Regions from separate parts of the Rattus norvegicus genome. Here all the other regions are linked to region 2. A link is a contact called in public Hi-C data. All regions are on one chromosome and are shown on one strand. Each heading gives the region's core, a stretch centred on a gene start, on an enhancer-like site or on the middle of the called end of the contact. The rest is flanking DNA. Distances are from core to core; before and after follow the strand shown. Region 1 overlaps Dlc1 (DLC1 Rho GTPase activating protein). Region 2 has its middle 77 kb from the start of Trmt9b. Region 3 overlaps Dlc1 (DLC1 Rho GTPase activating protein).

Region 1 (4,311 bases), core at 220-2,719, 140 kb before region 2:
TAAAAAGGAGGTCATGTTTTCAGATCATTAAAGCACAGCGTTTTATTTGCTGGTGATTTATTTTATTTGTAACATACCCTGCTCATAATGAAACGAAATAGCTATGACTTGAGCTCCATAAAATACTTTACTGCTTCTAAAACCTGTGAGCGTACGTGCGTCTGTATGTGTTTGGAACGTGTAAAAGAGTTAAAAATCACCCTGAGATGGTCTATAATTATTTATTTCTAGGTTTAAAAGTTAGGTTGTTTTTTTTTTTCTCTCTCTCTCTCTCTCCTTTAAACTCTGGAATTTGAGCTTTGCCTATCAGAGCTTATCAACAGAAAGCTAATGCTAACTTGAAAGTCTACAGGAAACAGTGTGTTTAACCTTCACCTGGTTTGAAGTTCTCCTTACCTTGACCCACAAATAACTGAAAGTGAATAGATCTGGAAGTCAGCTACTCTTGTCCGGGCCAGTGCTGCCCCCAGCTTCTTAATGGTCAGTGAGTACAGCCTGAAAACCTGGTGCATCAATGGCTGTGGAGGGAACCTTAGGGGATTAATAGGCTGAATGAGTCCTGGAACATCTCTCCCTTGACAGTGAGATTCTCCTTTTTTTTTTTTTTTTTTTTTGGTTCTTTTTTTTTTGGAGCTGGGGACCGAACCCAGGGCCTTGCACTTCCTAGGTAAGCGCTCTACCACTGAGCTAAATCCCCAGCCCTGAGATTCTCCTTAATCAGAGACGTTTCTACTGCGCATTTTAAAGAACTTTTTTGTTTAAGATTTATTTATTATATGTAAGTACACTATAGCTGTCTTCAGACACACCAGAAGAGGGCATCTGATCTCATTACAGATGGTTGTGAGCCACCATGTGGTTGCTGGGATTTGAACTCAGGACCTCTGGAAGAGCAGACAGTGCTCTTAACCACTGAGCACTCTCCAGCCCTCTATTGCGCATTTTTGTCTCCACAACAAAACTGTGATCGTAACAGTTCTGTCGACCCAATGCACATCAAAGATCCAAGAAGCACTAATGTTATGGCTGTACACAAGGGTCCTACAGATGCTCCCCAAAGCAACAGCAGCCGTGAAGGTGACTCTGAACTCCTCTTGTGAAGAGATTAGACTGACAATCAATATAAACTACAAACCTGCTTTCTTACCATGTTATTTTCTATCCATTTTATTTTGTTGTGCCAAAAAACAAAACAAAACAACAATAAAAAACAAACAAAAAAAACCATTTCGCTTAAGGAACACGATAGAAGTCCTATCACAAAGCTATTTTTAAAGGAATTTCCTCTCTGTCCATAACTCTGAACCTTTGTCTTAAAAAGTAGGAGCCTGTGTTTATAACTAAGTATAGAGGAAGGGAAAGATATTCTTAGAATAAAGTTGGCAAGAAGAGAAGATGTGACACCCATCGACCCTATCAAGCTGTGTTAGTACAGACTCGGCGTGCTTGTCCTGGACACAGGTCCTGTTTGTCTGTTTCAGTTTCTTCATGCTCGCGGACTATAGGATCTCTAGTATTCATTGCCCTCTCGCTGCCACAGAATACCTAAGAGAAGCGCTTTAAAGGAAGGCAGATTTACTCTGGTTCTTAGTTTTAGAGATTTCGATCTAGCAGGGAGGAAGAGGATGGCGGCGGAGACAGAGACAGAAGCAGTCAGAGGCAGAAAGTCTTGAGGAAGCAGGGAGAGAAGGGGAAGAAGGGTCAGGAGGGGAGCAGAAGGGAGAAGAGGGAGGAGAGGGGAGGGGAGGAGAAGGGAAGGTGAGAGGAGACAAGAGGAAATAGAGGGGAAGGGAAAGGGGGGGAAGAGGAAAAGGCTGGTAGACTGGTACAACCTAAAGCCACGCCCTCAGCTACCTATTTCCTTCAGCAAGGCCCAGCTCCCAACGTTTTCAAAACTTCTTAAAATATCACTGGCTTCTGAGGACCAAAACTCTGATACAGCAGCCTTTGGAAAGCCTGTTATGTTTTATAAAAAGAGAGCCTGGATACGTTTTGTAGGGTACGGTGAGGTGGGAGGGGTGCCTTCTCGGACCCATGCTGAGGCAGTCCTTCCCCCAAGATATAGACTAGAATAGAGTTTACAGAGAATAGGGTATAATATAAAATAGGGTTATTTGGGACATGGGAAGGGGAGTTGAGAAGTAGAGGCAGAGAAGGACAGGGGTGGGAAGGTGGGGGAGCGAATAAGGAGTGGGGTCAAACAGCCCCTTTTATAGCAAGCCAGGCCTACCTGGCTGTTGCCAGGAAACTGTTGGGTGGAGCCTAGAGGTAATGTGAACAGAACTGCTTCAGACGCATATGCAAATGTTACCTCCAGAGAGGGCCTAGGTTAGACAACGTAGAGCCCAGAGACAGTAGTAGGAGCCCAGACACTTGTCACATGTGCTCCCTTTTCCTCTTCTCAATATCCAACTGAAATTCTCCGTTCGCCATTCCTGCTGAACTATACCTATATTGTTTCAGGAAAAGAAAAAAGAAAAGAAACCATCGCAATAAACTATTCAGAAAAACTACTAGGCCCTGTGTTTATTGACATTTGGTATGAGTTCCCGTTAATATCTTACAACATAAAATAAAGGCTTTTAAAAACAATGAAGTAGTTTACAGTAAGCAAATGCATCGTATGTGCTACAGAATCTGTCTTATCTTAAGGAAGGGCAAGTGGAGGCACGGTGTGTGTGAAGTGACTGTCCCAAAGGAGGCCGCTGTGGACTGGTATTGTTGGAAGATTAATGAACATTGAAATCTCTACCTCGCCTTGAAAAGGAGCGCAAAGAAATGAGCAAAGTGCTTCCCTGTGGATAGTTGTAAACTCATTGTGTGGGAAGTGAAGTAAACATTGAATGTGGAGAACAGGGACCAGGTCACATGGCCCCAGCAGCCAAGCGTTTTACATCCCGCATCCAAAGCGGTGGTTCTCGGCTTTCCTAACACCACGACCTTTTAACTCAGATCCTCATGTGGTGATGACTCCCTGACCATAAGATTATTTCCATTGCTACTTCGTAACTGTAATTTTGCTACTGTCACAAATCATAATGTAAGTATGTGTTTTCCAGTGGCCTTAGGTGACCCCCATAAAAGGGGTCTAGATGCGCAGGTTGAGGACGACTGATCCAAAGTGACTCTATTAGAACAGAAAACAACGAGGGGGAGGGATGGAGTCCAAATGTCTCCGTGATGGAAATTGATTTTCTTCTTAATCATTAAACTGCAGTGGTTTTCCAAATAATTAAACTAGGGACTGTGGGTTTGAGTTTAAAATATTATAATTTACAAACTCCTCTTCTTTGACCCATCTTCAACCATTCTTTATGGTTCTTGTTGTTAAACATTAACTTCTTCAACCTGCCTTCCTAATAAACCAGCTCTTGCTTTATGGTCAGAAAGTATAGAACGGTTATAAGTGCAAGCTTATACTTGGTTTTGTACTCGTGGACTTTATAAACTAACGAAATCGTTCAATCTTCATTATGATGTGAAGAATATCTTTAATATAGAAGTTCGACACACATCATCATTTAGAATTTTAGATTTTCATCCCGAAGCTATTTCAAAAGAAAGCACTTGCTTTGAGCATTCTGAAAATAAAATTCCAAGTAGCTCGCCAAACCTTGGATGTAGTCCCAAATAAATCAAAAACAGGTTGCTGGGTTATACACATACACACACACACACACACACACACACACACACACACACACACACACATCTCTCTCTATCTCTCTCTCTCTCCCTCTCTCTCTCCCTCTCTCTCTCTCTCTCTCTCTCTCTCTCTCTCTCTCTCTCTGTCTCTCTCTCTGTCTCTCTCTCTCTCCCTGACAAGCTTGCTTTATTATTTGGGGAGTAAGAGGGGGAGAAATCCCCAAATAAAGATGCTGGCTGTTTTGTAATAAGGATGCACACGGAACTCAATGCACTCAATTATCTGACCACACCCTCTCCCTCCTGTGCTCCTCAATTACAGTTGAGGCTGGAAATGGAGACCCAGAGCCAAGCCTGGGCTCTACAGTATGCACAGTATCCAAGATGAAGTTAGTCTTTGAGACCGTATGCATGCCCAAAGTTCCATGCAGGAGAGAGAGCATCAATGTTTGTGTCTGCTTTTACCAAGAGTGTGGGCTTCTGAGCTAAACCCCTGTGTGTGGAGCTCAGTTCTGTCACTCCTAGCTGAGCAACCTCAAGGAAGGTATTCGGCTCTTTGGCTTCTCATCTGTAAGCTAAGGCAAGCCTACTGACATTAAACAGTAGCTGTGAGAGTTAAATCGTGTAGCTCGTGGAAGTCTGTAAAAGCATTGCCCACATCCAATG
Region 2 (4,621 bases), core at 1,748-4,247:
GAATGCAGACAATGCAATCTTGAGACCAGAGCAGCAATGGTTGCTAAGATCCTCACAGATGGGTCCCACTAGCATTCTCTCATGGAAGGGAAGGAGGACCATGGGGTAGCACATAAGAAGCACAGGAGTAGCTCATAAGCCCCACGGGAGGTGTCAAAAGACACAGGAGAGTCATGGCTCCTGGAGGATGTATAGACAATTAAGAGCTATTGGGAGAAAAAGACTTTTTTATTTTGGTGACTATCACCTATGCTGTAGGACAGAGGTTCTCAACCTTCCTAGTGCTATGACCCTTTAATACAATGTCTCATGTTGTGGTGACCCCGACCATAACATTATTTCCCTTGCGTCATTTTGCTACTGTTATGAAGTGTTATGTAGATAGCCAATGTGTGATCCCAAAGGAGTCGTAAGCACAGGTTGAGAACCACTGCTGTAAGGCCTCTTCATCCACACTCTTATAAATAACTTCTATTAGGCCCATCGGTTCACCTCAGTAGACGTGGATGGAATTGTTTATTTGGTCATTTGGTTGGCCATTGGTACCCTCTCTGTGGTGAATAGACATTTGTTCACATCTCTCTAGGAAAAGTTAATGGGACATTTAGTAAGATATGTTGATTTGAAGGGCGTGACCAAGGTTTTCCAAAAATTTATTAAGTTATGCGTGGTTAGGATCCAATAATTTATTGTGGATACTATATTTTGGTAGGTTTTTTTTCCCCCTCTGATACATCTGAAATAAAAAATTCACTTTTAGCCTTTAATTTCAGTACGAAAGTGTAAGCTTAGAAAAAACAAAAGGGCAGGTGGCACACACCTCTAATCCCAACACTCCAGAGGCAGGCAGATCTCTGAGTTTGAAGCCAGTCTAGTCTGTAGAGTGAGTTCCAGAAGAGTCAGACGAAACAAAGAAATTCTGTCTTGAAAAAGAAAAATAAATACATAAATAAATAAATATTTTTTTTTAAAATGCACAAAATTCTACTCTTGAGTTTTAGGCACCCTCTGGGGTCTTGGAATGGATAAAAGGCAACTGACTGCTTTACGTTTAGACGCTTCTGTTGTCTTTGTTTAATGAGATCAGGTCTGCAGTAGCCTAGCTGACTTTGAACTTGCCATGTAGCAGAAGACAACCTTGAACTCCTGATCCTCCTGCCTCGTCCCCTCGAGGGCTGGCTGGGTTTACAGGCCTGGGTTTGTAATTTTCAGCTTTTAAGAGTATGGTGAGTTCTGAGATGGATATGTGTGTCTCTGTTAGTCTTATAAAGACTTCCAAATTGACCCCACTGCAAAAGAGGCACCAGGTCATTTTTTCCTTCCTCTCTTGAGGCCAAGCCCCTACTGTTGAGACAAAAGAGAAAATTAAACCAGGGGAGGGGTGGGAGGTGGGTGGGAAAATAGCCTACAGTTTCCAGCAGTGGTTCTCAGCCTTCCTAATGCTGCGACCCTTTAATACAGTTCCTAATGTTATGGTGACCCCAACCTTAAAATTATTTTTATTGCTATGCCATAACCATAATTTTTCTAGTTATGAATGTTAGTGTAAATATCTGATATATAGGACATATAATATATATATGACCCACAGGTTGAGAACAGCTGGTTTATGGGGTCTCCTATGCCATAAGCCATAGACTCTCACTTCCTCACTGAAAAGAAGATATATGAGACAATAGGTAACTCACCCTATTTTGTTTTAAGGGGCTGGAAACAGTCCTACCCTAAGCCTTGTCTTACCCCAAGGCTTCTATGTAGGGGTAGCTACTAGGAAAGGTCCCTTCAATGCCTCTCATGGGATCAAAATGTATCAAACGATAATTAGAACTATTAAGAGCAGTCGAGATTAAATGTGACTCTGAGTCAGAGTTAATTTGAAGAACTGCTGTAAAAGGCTGTTTCTCTGGGCTGGATAAGACAATGACGTCACAGTTACCAAGTTTCCTGCACAGTCAACAGGCCTCCCTTTAAACTTCTCGGATTCAAGTGCCCTTCCTTAGGAAAAGATCGCCGGTTGGTTTCTGTCTATTTTACCCTCGTGTGGTTTTGTCCTGGCATTCTTTGTGAATATGGGGCAGATTGTTAAATAGGAGCCAACAGCTGGAGTCAGACTTCCTGTGTGAAGGCCAGCGCAGCTCGTTTCCAGCCGGGCGTTTGATATGTTATCTGGGGCAACAGCGACTGGGCACTGCCGAGGCTTCAGAACGGCTCCCTTCAATTTCCTGTATATGTTTATAATGGTGGATGTGTGTGCACATGTACACGTGTGTGCAGAGAGTGGAGAGCGAGCGAGGGGAGGCTTCTGCATGCATTTCATTAGCCTCTGTGAAGGGGTTTCAGTTAGACATGTGCCTTATGGAAAAGAAAACAAAAAAGACACCAGTTAGCCACAGCGAGGGTTCCTCACACAGCTGCCACTAATGACCTAAGTAATTTTGGGCAAGTTATTTCATCTTCTGGCCCAGTTCTGTTTCTGTCGAGGCTCCTTCCGGTTCAGAATCTCTGGCTCAAAGGTTCACTTTCTGCTCCCTGCGACTTGCTGTTCTGAAATACGTGGTTCCCTCCCTTATGATATGATACCGTGTGAGTCCATGTGTTCTAAGCCCTCATAACTTCTTTTCGGTTAATTCTATATTATCCTCTTGCATGTTCTCCGTGAGCCTTTATTATCCAGGCCCCATTGTCTCTACACAAATATTACAAATGTCGGGCTTTATCTGCAAAGAAAAGTCCACAGTGTGTTTGCTTCCTGTTTTGTTCCTGGAGCTTCTAGAGTTTGGAGATTGGGTTTCGTCCTGACAAAGGTTGACCAGAGTCGCTGGGCTGGCTGTCACTTCTCCAGTTCTGTTCTGTTCTTATTAAATTCAATTAGGTCTAAATGTGCCAAATGGCATTTTTTTTTAAATTCATCTGTGTCTGTATCTGAGTATGAACATTTAAAATGGAACCACATAGGAAACTTGTTTTACAGTCTTGGTTGTCCCACGCTGATGGCTTCCTCGGGTTCTCCACAAGTGGGTTTAGCGCCATCTAGCGACTCAAGGGCTAAAGCTTTACTGCTTGGTTGACTGTATTTGAAAATTTGCTGACTGAAACAAGCTAAAACCGGAGGAAGCCTTGCACCTAGCTCTCCTGTTCTCCAGGAGGGTCGAATTTATTACTGACCCCAACAAATTTTTGTAACCTACAGAATCCCCGAACCACGAAAAGCGTTTGGTTTTTAATCTTTCTTCCTTCCTTCCTTCCTTCCTTCCTTCCTTCCTTCCTTCCTTCCTTTCTTTCTCTCTTTCTTTCTTTTTTTTAGTTATTCATTTTACATCCTGTTCACTGTCCTCCTCCTGGTCACCTCCCCCAATCCTTTTCTCCCTCCCCTTCTCCTCTGAGCTGCCCCCCCCCCCTCCCCGATATCCCTTCACCTGGCACTTCAAGTCTATGGGAGGCTAGGCGCTTCTCTCCCACTGGGGCCAGACAAGGCATAGCTAGAAGAACATATCCCACAGGGAACAGCTTTTGGGCTAGCCCCCATTCCAGTTGTTCAGGACCCACATGAAAACCAAGCTGCACATCTGCTACGTATGAGCCGGAAGGCCTAGTGCTAGCCTGTGTATGTTCTTTGTTGGTGGTTCCGTCTCTGAGAGCCCCGAGGGTCCAGGTTAGTTGACTCTGTTGGTCTTCTTGTAGAGTTCCTATCCCCTTAGGGTCCACAATCCTTCTTCCTCCTATTCTTCCATACCAGTCCCCAGGCTCCATCCACTGTTTGACTGTGATTGTCTGTATCTGTATGAGTCAGTTGGTCTGTGGAGCCCCTCAGAGGACAGTTGTCCTAGAATCCTGTCTGCAAGCGTAACAGAGTATCATGTTGATCAGAGTCGCCGGACTGACTGTCACTTCTCCAGTAATCATGTCAGGGATTGGTCCTTGCCTATGGAATGGGTCTCAAGTTGGGCCGGTTATTGGATGGCCATTCCCTTAGACTCTGCTCCATCCCCTGTCCCTGCATTTCTCCCTCTCTCTCTTTTAAAGATTTATTTATTTATTTATTTATTTATTTATTTATTTATTTTATGTATATGAGTACACTGTCACTGACTTCAGACACACCAGAACGGGACATCAGATCTCATTACAGATGGTTGTGAGCCACCATGTGGTTGCTGGGAACTGAACTCAGGACCTCTGGAAGAGCAGCCAGTGCTGTTAACAGCTGAGCCATCTCTCCAGCCCTCCTCCCCCCCCCCCCCCCCCCCGCATTTCTTTTAGACAGGATAAGTTTTGGGTTGAGAGTTTTGTGGGTGGGTTGGTTTCCGTATCGCTCCACCGGGGTCCCTGCCTGTTTCTAATTTTTCCGTGTGACTTTTGTGTTCTTCGTGTAGGACGTCTGTTGGTAATTATGCTCCTGGGTAAGAACATGGGGGGAGTTGTTTACTTTCTGATCAGCCTCAATTTTTCTGTTTGCTTTTTCTGCTTTTTTAGGTCTAAATATTTCCAAGAAACCTTCTCAACTTTTACAAAAACCTTCTGCCAGTCCCAGCTGTGATTTACAATACCAATTGTACCCCTCTCAAACATGTGTGACTTTCTACGCTCCAAGAGCTCAGCGTTCCCCGGTGTAAACGCACAT
Region 3 (4,086 bases), core at 773-3,272, 200 kb before region 2:
ATCCCCTGGGTATTGTATTGTATGTTTATGCTCTTATGTCTTTGGGGGAATAGATGTCTGTGTTTCAAATGACCGGGTCTGTAATAAGCCAGCATCGTGTAAGTGTCTGGTCTGCTTTGCAGGATACTTGTTCTCAAGGATCCTGGCCCCGTTCCAATGCAGGGCAACCACAAACATTGACTGTGTGAACTGCTTTGTCCTCCCTCGGTTCACAGCGAAAAGCAAGTAAGGGCACATGGAATGCCTTTTATCCCGGAGTGAGGTACACCTCAAAATATGCAGTAAACAAAGACAGCTCCACTCTAGAATTCTAAAGAGAGACAGCCATTGGGGATGCTTCTCGAGCCACTGCGGTGTGAGTGTATAGCCGCAGAGCTTTCTATTCTGATAAAGGGAGAATGAGTGGGTTGAGCGTCATGGCCGGCCATCTTTGAAGAGAGAAGATGTTAATAGAGACTGAGGTTGCAGCTGAGCCTTAGCCTGCCTGCGTGAAGACTGTGCTTCTTCAAAGCTCACATGAACTCAGAGTCTGAAGCAGCAAACACAGGGCCTACACAGGTCTGCGCCCAGTCCTCTGACTATACGTTATAGCTTTTTGCTCAGTGTTTCTTAGGGGACTCCTGAGGGTCTCTGATTCTCATGTCTCCCCTTGGGGCTCTTTTCCTTTGGTCAGTTTGCCTTGTCCAGCTCTGATGTGGTGGTTGTCATTTCATCCTATTCCATTTTAGTTTGTCCTGTTTGGGGGTTTCCCCTGAGAAGCCTGTTCTTTTCTAACGATAGACAGAAAGGTCTAGATGAAGAAGAGGTGGGAAGTAATGGGAGGAGTAGAGGTAGGGCAAACTAATCAGAATATATTGTATGAGAAAAAAATATCTTTAATAAAAGGGAGACTTAAAATAAAAAGATTGTGGCTCTGGCACTGAATATCGCTGGACAAAGCAGTGTGTTCCTCACCCACGCAAGGGGGCTGCCAGCAGTGCCCGCATCATAACACACAATTAGGAGGTGAGTGAGCCTCAGTGGGACATGTTCAGAAGAGTCATTGGCATACTGAGAAAGCACAGCCTCCTTTTGGGGAGTAGCACCCCCCACTTGCCTTTCCTTTACAGCCTACTTCCTGAGGGGCTTCACGCACTGTCACTATGGTCTACCTGGGGCTAGAGAGCAGAAGTAGCTGAACCAATTGCAACACCAAACAAGGAAAAAGAAATCAGTAGCGTGTGACTTTATGCTGTGCACCTCCACAGAGCAGCAGTGGAAGACCTAAAGCAAGTGATGGTCCTTTGAGCAGACCTTTGTGAACGGCCAGAGGAAGTCGAGAGAATAACTGTTTCTGCACACTGATGAGGAAGTCAGCCTTGCATGTCCGCTTGTCATACTAGATAGGCAATCTCTGGACATCTCCCTAGGCGAGCTGGGACCTGCTTTGGACACTGCTGGGACCTGCTTTGGACTCTGCTGGATGGGTGGAACTGAGCATGGCAAAGAGCAGCAGTGGCAGCTGCCTTACAGCTTCCAGCATGCGGCTCCGCTCTGGTGTGGGGCAAGCGTGCTAAATGTCAAGGCTCGCACGTGGCAAGGGGGGGTGCTGCCCTGCATACGTCATTCTGTAGAGCAAAGCAGCCAAAACTCTCCTATTTATTTAAAGTGGTACAAATGGCTGGCACTCTCACGTACCAAAGGTCTCTGTAATCAGAAGAACTAGATGTCTACACCTCGGTAGGAAGGACAGATGTTACTGATTAAGGAGACTATATAGCAAAAGCTGGCTTTCAGAGCTCCCTGCTCCAGAAGAATGATTTAGGGGAAGATCGAGATTGAACATAAATATTGTTCAATTTGTGGTTCAGTCCCTGACTTACTTTTTAAAGTAATCTGTCCTTCTCAAAGAGGGAGTACCCACGGCCCACATGATCCATGCTGGAGCCATGTGTCACAATGAAGACCTGGACTGATTGATCAGTACTATTCTCTGTGAGTCTTCAGTAAACACAGATCTCTCCAAGTGTTTGCCTGGAATTAATGATGAAGAGCCATGGCCGGAGTACTCCCGCCCCATTGTAATCAGACTCGAGGTAACGGTACCACTGTTCCTCTTCTCAGCTGAAGAGTTAGTGCTAGATCTCCTGTGACTGTGATTGGAAGGTGGACGCTGCCAGCAGGTGACTGCCATCATTTGCAGACATTGTACACGGATGCCTAGTAGGAGCCAGAGTCTGTGCTAAATGCATTGCATGGTAAATGGTGGGAGCCAGAGTCTAGAGAAATTTTCTCATCTTGTCTTCAAAATCATCCTGAGAAGTAAATACTACTAGTTTTAGTCTCCTTTAAATTAAAGGATTCAGGGAAACGTGTTAGAAAAGAAGCATTAATGAGTTTCAGAGACACAATCCAGAAGCTTCCAAACCTGTCAGTTACCTTAAGGCCATTTTACAAAGATTTATCATGTATTATATAACGGACACTGTACTGGACACTGACACACAAAAGACAGGCAGAATCCATGCCTACCTGTCATAGGTACGATATCTGAATGCTACCTATGGAGTGAAGTAAGCCCCATTTACTCAAGAAGAATTGCAGATTCCAAGCTCTCAGAGATAGATGACACGCATCCCTGATTGTATCTTTAACTGGCCACTGTCAGGGATGTGGGAGAAGGCACATTGGTAAGGGGTAGCATCAGCAAGGTGTCATGCAGCTTTGAAAACCATGCTCTCACCTGTAGCATTCATAATACGAGCTGCACCTTGGAGACCACAAATTAGGGGGAAAAGTGTTAGGAGGACGGTCTGGGGCCAGGCTCTGCAGTGGTTGGTCCTGGAAAACAGCCTGGGACAACAAGGAAATGAAAACAGAACAGACAGCACAAAAGGAAAAGCTGGGAGACGGTGAACCTAGACACTGGTTCTGGAAACTTAGCTGGTTAGAAATCTATTATTATATATATCTGGTTGGAGGGCTGAGTTTATTAGATACAGGTGAAAGTGGAGGTGGTTTTAGCTAATCTCAGTAGGGGGGTAGAGTAGACGCTGTGGTTGATAGTTCCTACAGACACACTCAATGTTAACACCCTGGGCCTGAGGAAGGCTTCGCCTTTCATAGGTCTGAGGCATCAGGGTCCTTGTTGTAGCTGTGTACATTATCAACAGTATGCACTCACTAAGGACTCCATCCACTCCAGACACATTCGCTCACTGCTTCCTCCACTCCCCAGCCCAGCATAAACATAAAGGTTAAATAATTCCACTGCTCTATGGGTCCCTTTTGGGCCAGACTCCTTCCTGAGCACAGCGTTGCTGATAGAGATGAATAAATACGAGATTTATCTGGTTCATCCCCAAAACCCAGAGAAGTCCTCTCAACAGTTCCAGGTCAGGCCTAGTAGTATATCTTTCCTAGTAGCTGGCATTTTTCCTTTTTGTGGGACCAAAAGACTTCTTCCCGAATGCTAGATCATATTTTTTGTCTCTTTTTCTTTTTTCTGTTTAAGGAGATGTTGACCACTTTTTCCAAGTTAAGCGAACAAAATGCAAACTACATCACCATCTAAACCAGGAGGCTGTTGGCTGGTTTAGAAATCAGGGTGAACTAAAATTAGAAGTTATGCTTTTTAATATTTTAGTTTTCATACACAACTACATTCAGGCTTCAGCACACATGAGCTATGGGATGAAAGCAGGTTGTCCTGAGAGATTTTGGAGCCCACAGAATTTCTAAAAGGTCCAAAGTGAAGGTCGAGACTCTTTTTTTTTTTTTTTTTTTTTTTTTTTGGCCTGATAATAACTTCCAGAGTACATTTGTGATTGGAATTTTTTAAGAAAAAAGAAAAAGAGTGCTAAATGTAATATACTTAAAATGTGGCGTTATTTTGCTTAATGCTTTCTGGTTGTGGTGTTTGCTCCTTGCTTCTATTGTTGTCCACATGACCAAATTTAAAGTCACTGAGGAAGAGTCTCAATGAGACTTTACATTGGATTATTTACAGCGGGTTGATCTGTGGGGGTTGTCTTAATTGAGTTAATCACTGTGGACATTCTGTCCACTGTGAGGGGCACCATTCCCTAGGCAGAGGGTCCGGAACTG

What was found. A called contact is a pair of places that touch in the nucleus more often than the background predicts.
Region 1: a contact with region 2 is called in a Hi-C map of liver, with 4 times the contacts expected there. The contact joins two enhancer-like sites. A contact is called at or near these places in 4 of 12 Hi-C or Micro-C datasets (the A7r5 cell line, the Rat2 cell line and liver).
Region 3: a contact with region 2 is called in a Hi-C map of liver, with 5 times the contacts expected there. The contact joins two enhancer-like sites. A contact is called at or near these places in 3 of 12 Hi-C or Micro-C datasets (kidney and liver).

The regions. Positions count from the first base shown.
Region 1 is chr16:62,278,907-62,283,217 of GRCr8, forward strand. All of the region lies in intron 5 of Dlc1 (DLC1 Rho GTPase activating protein), which reads left to right. Among named protein-coding and RNA genes, the nearest start is that of Trmt9b, 210 kb to the right of the region's middle. Within about 2 kb of position 1,470, at least 8 of the 93 cell types and tissues checked have an H3K27ac peak or open chromatin away from gene starts, as enhancers often do. A contact at or near this core is called in liver, where this site is marked.
Region 2 is chr16:62,416,469-62,421,089 of GRCr8, forward strand. No RefSeq gene overlaps it. Among named protein-coding and RNA genes, the nearest start is that of Trmt9b, 77 kb to the right of the region's middle. Within about 2 kb of position 2,998, at least 12 of the 93 cell types and tissues checked have an H3K27ac peak or open chromatin away from gene starts, as enhancers often do. A contact at or near this core is called in liver, where this site is marked.
Region 3 is chr16:62,216,704-62,220,789 of GRCr8, forward strand. All of the region lies in intron 5 of Dlc1 (DLC1 Rho GTPase activating protein), which reads left to right. Among named protein-coding and RNA genes, the nearest start is that of Dlc1, 220 kb to the left of the region's middle. Within about 2 kb of position 2,023, at least 5 of the 93 cell types and tissues checked have an H3K27ac peak or open chromatin away from gene starts, as enhancers often do. A contact at or near this core is called in liver, where this site is marked.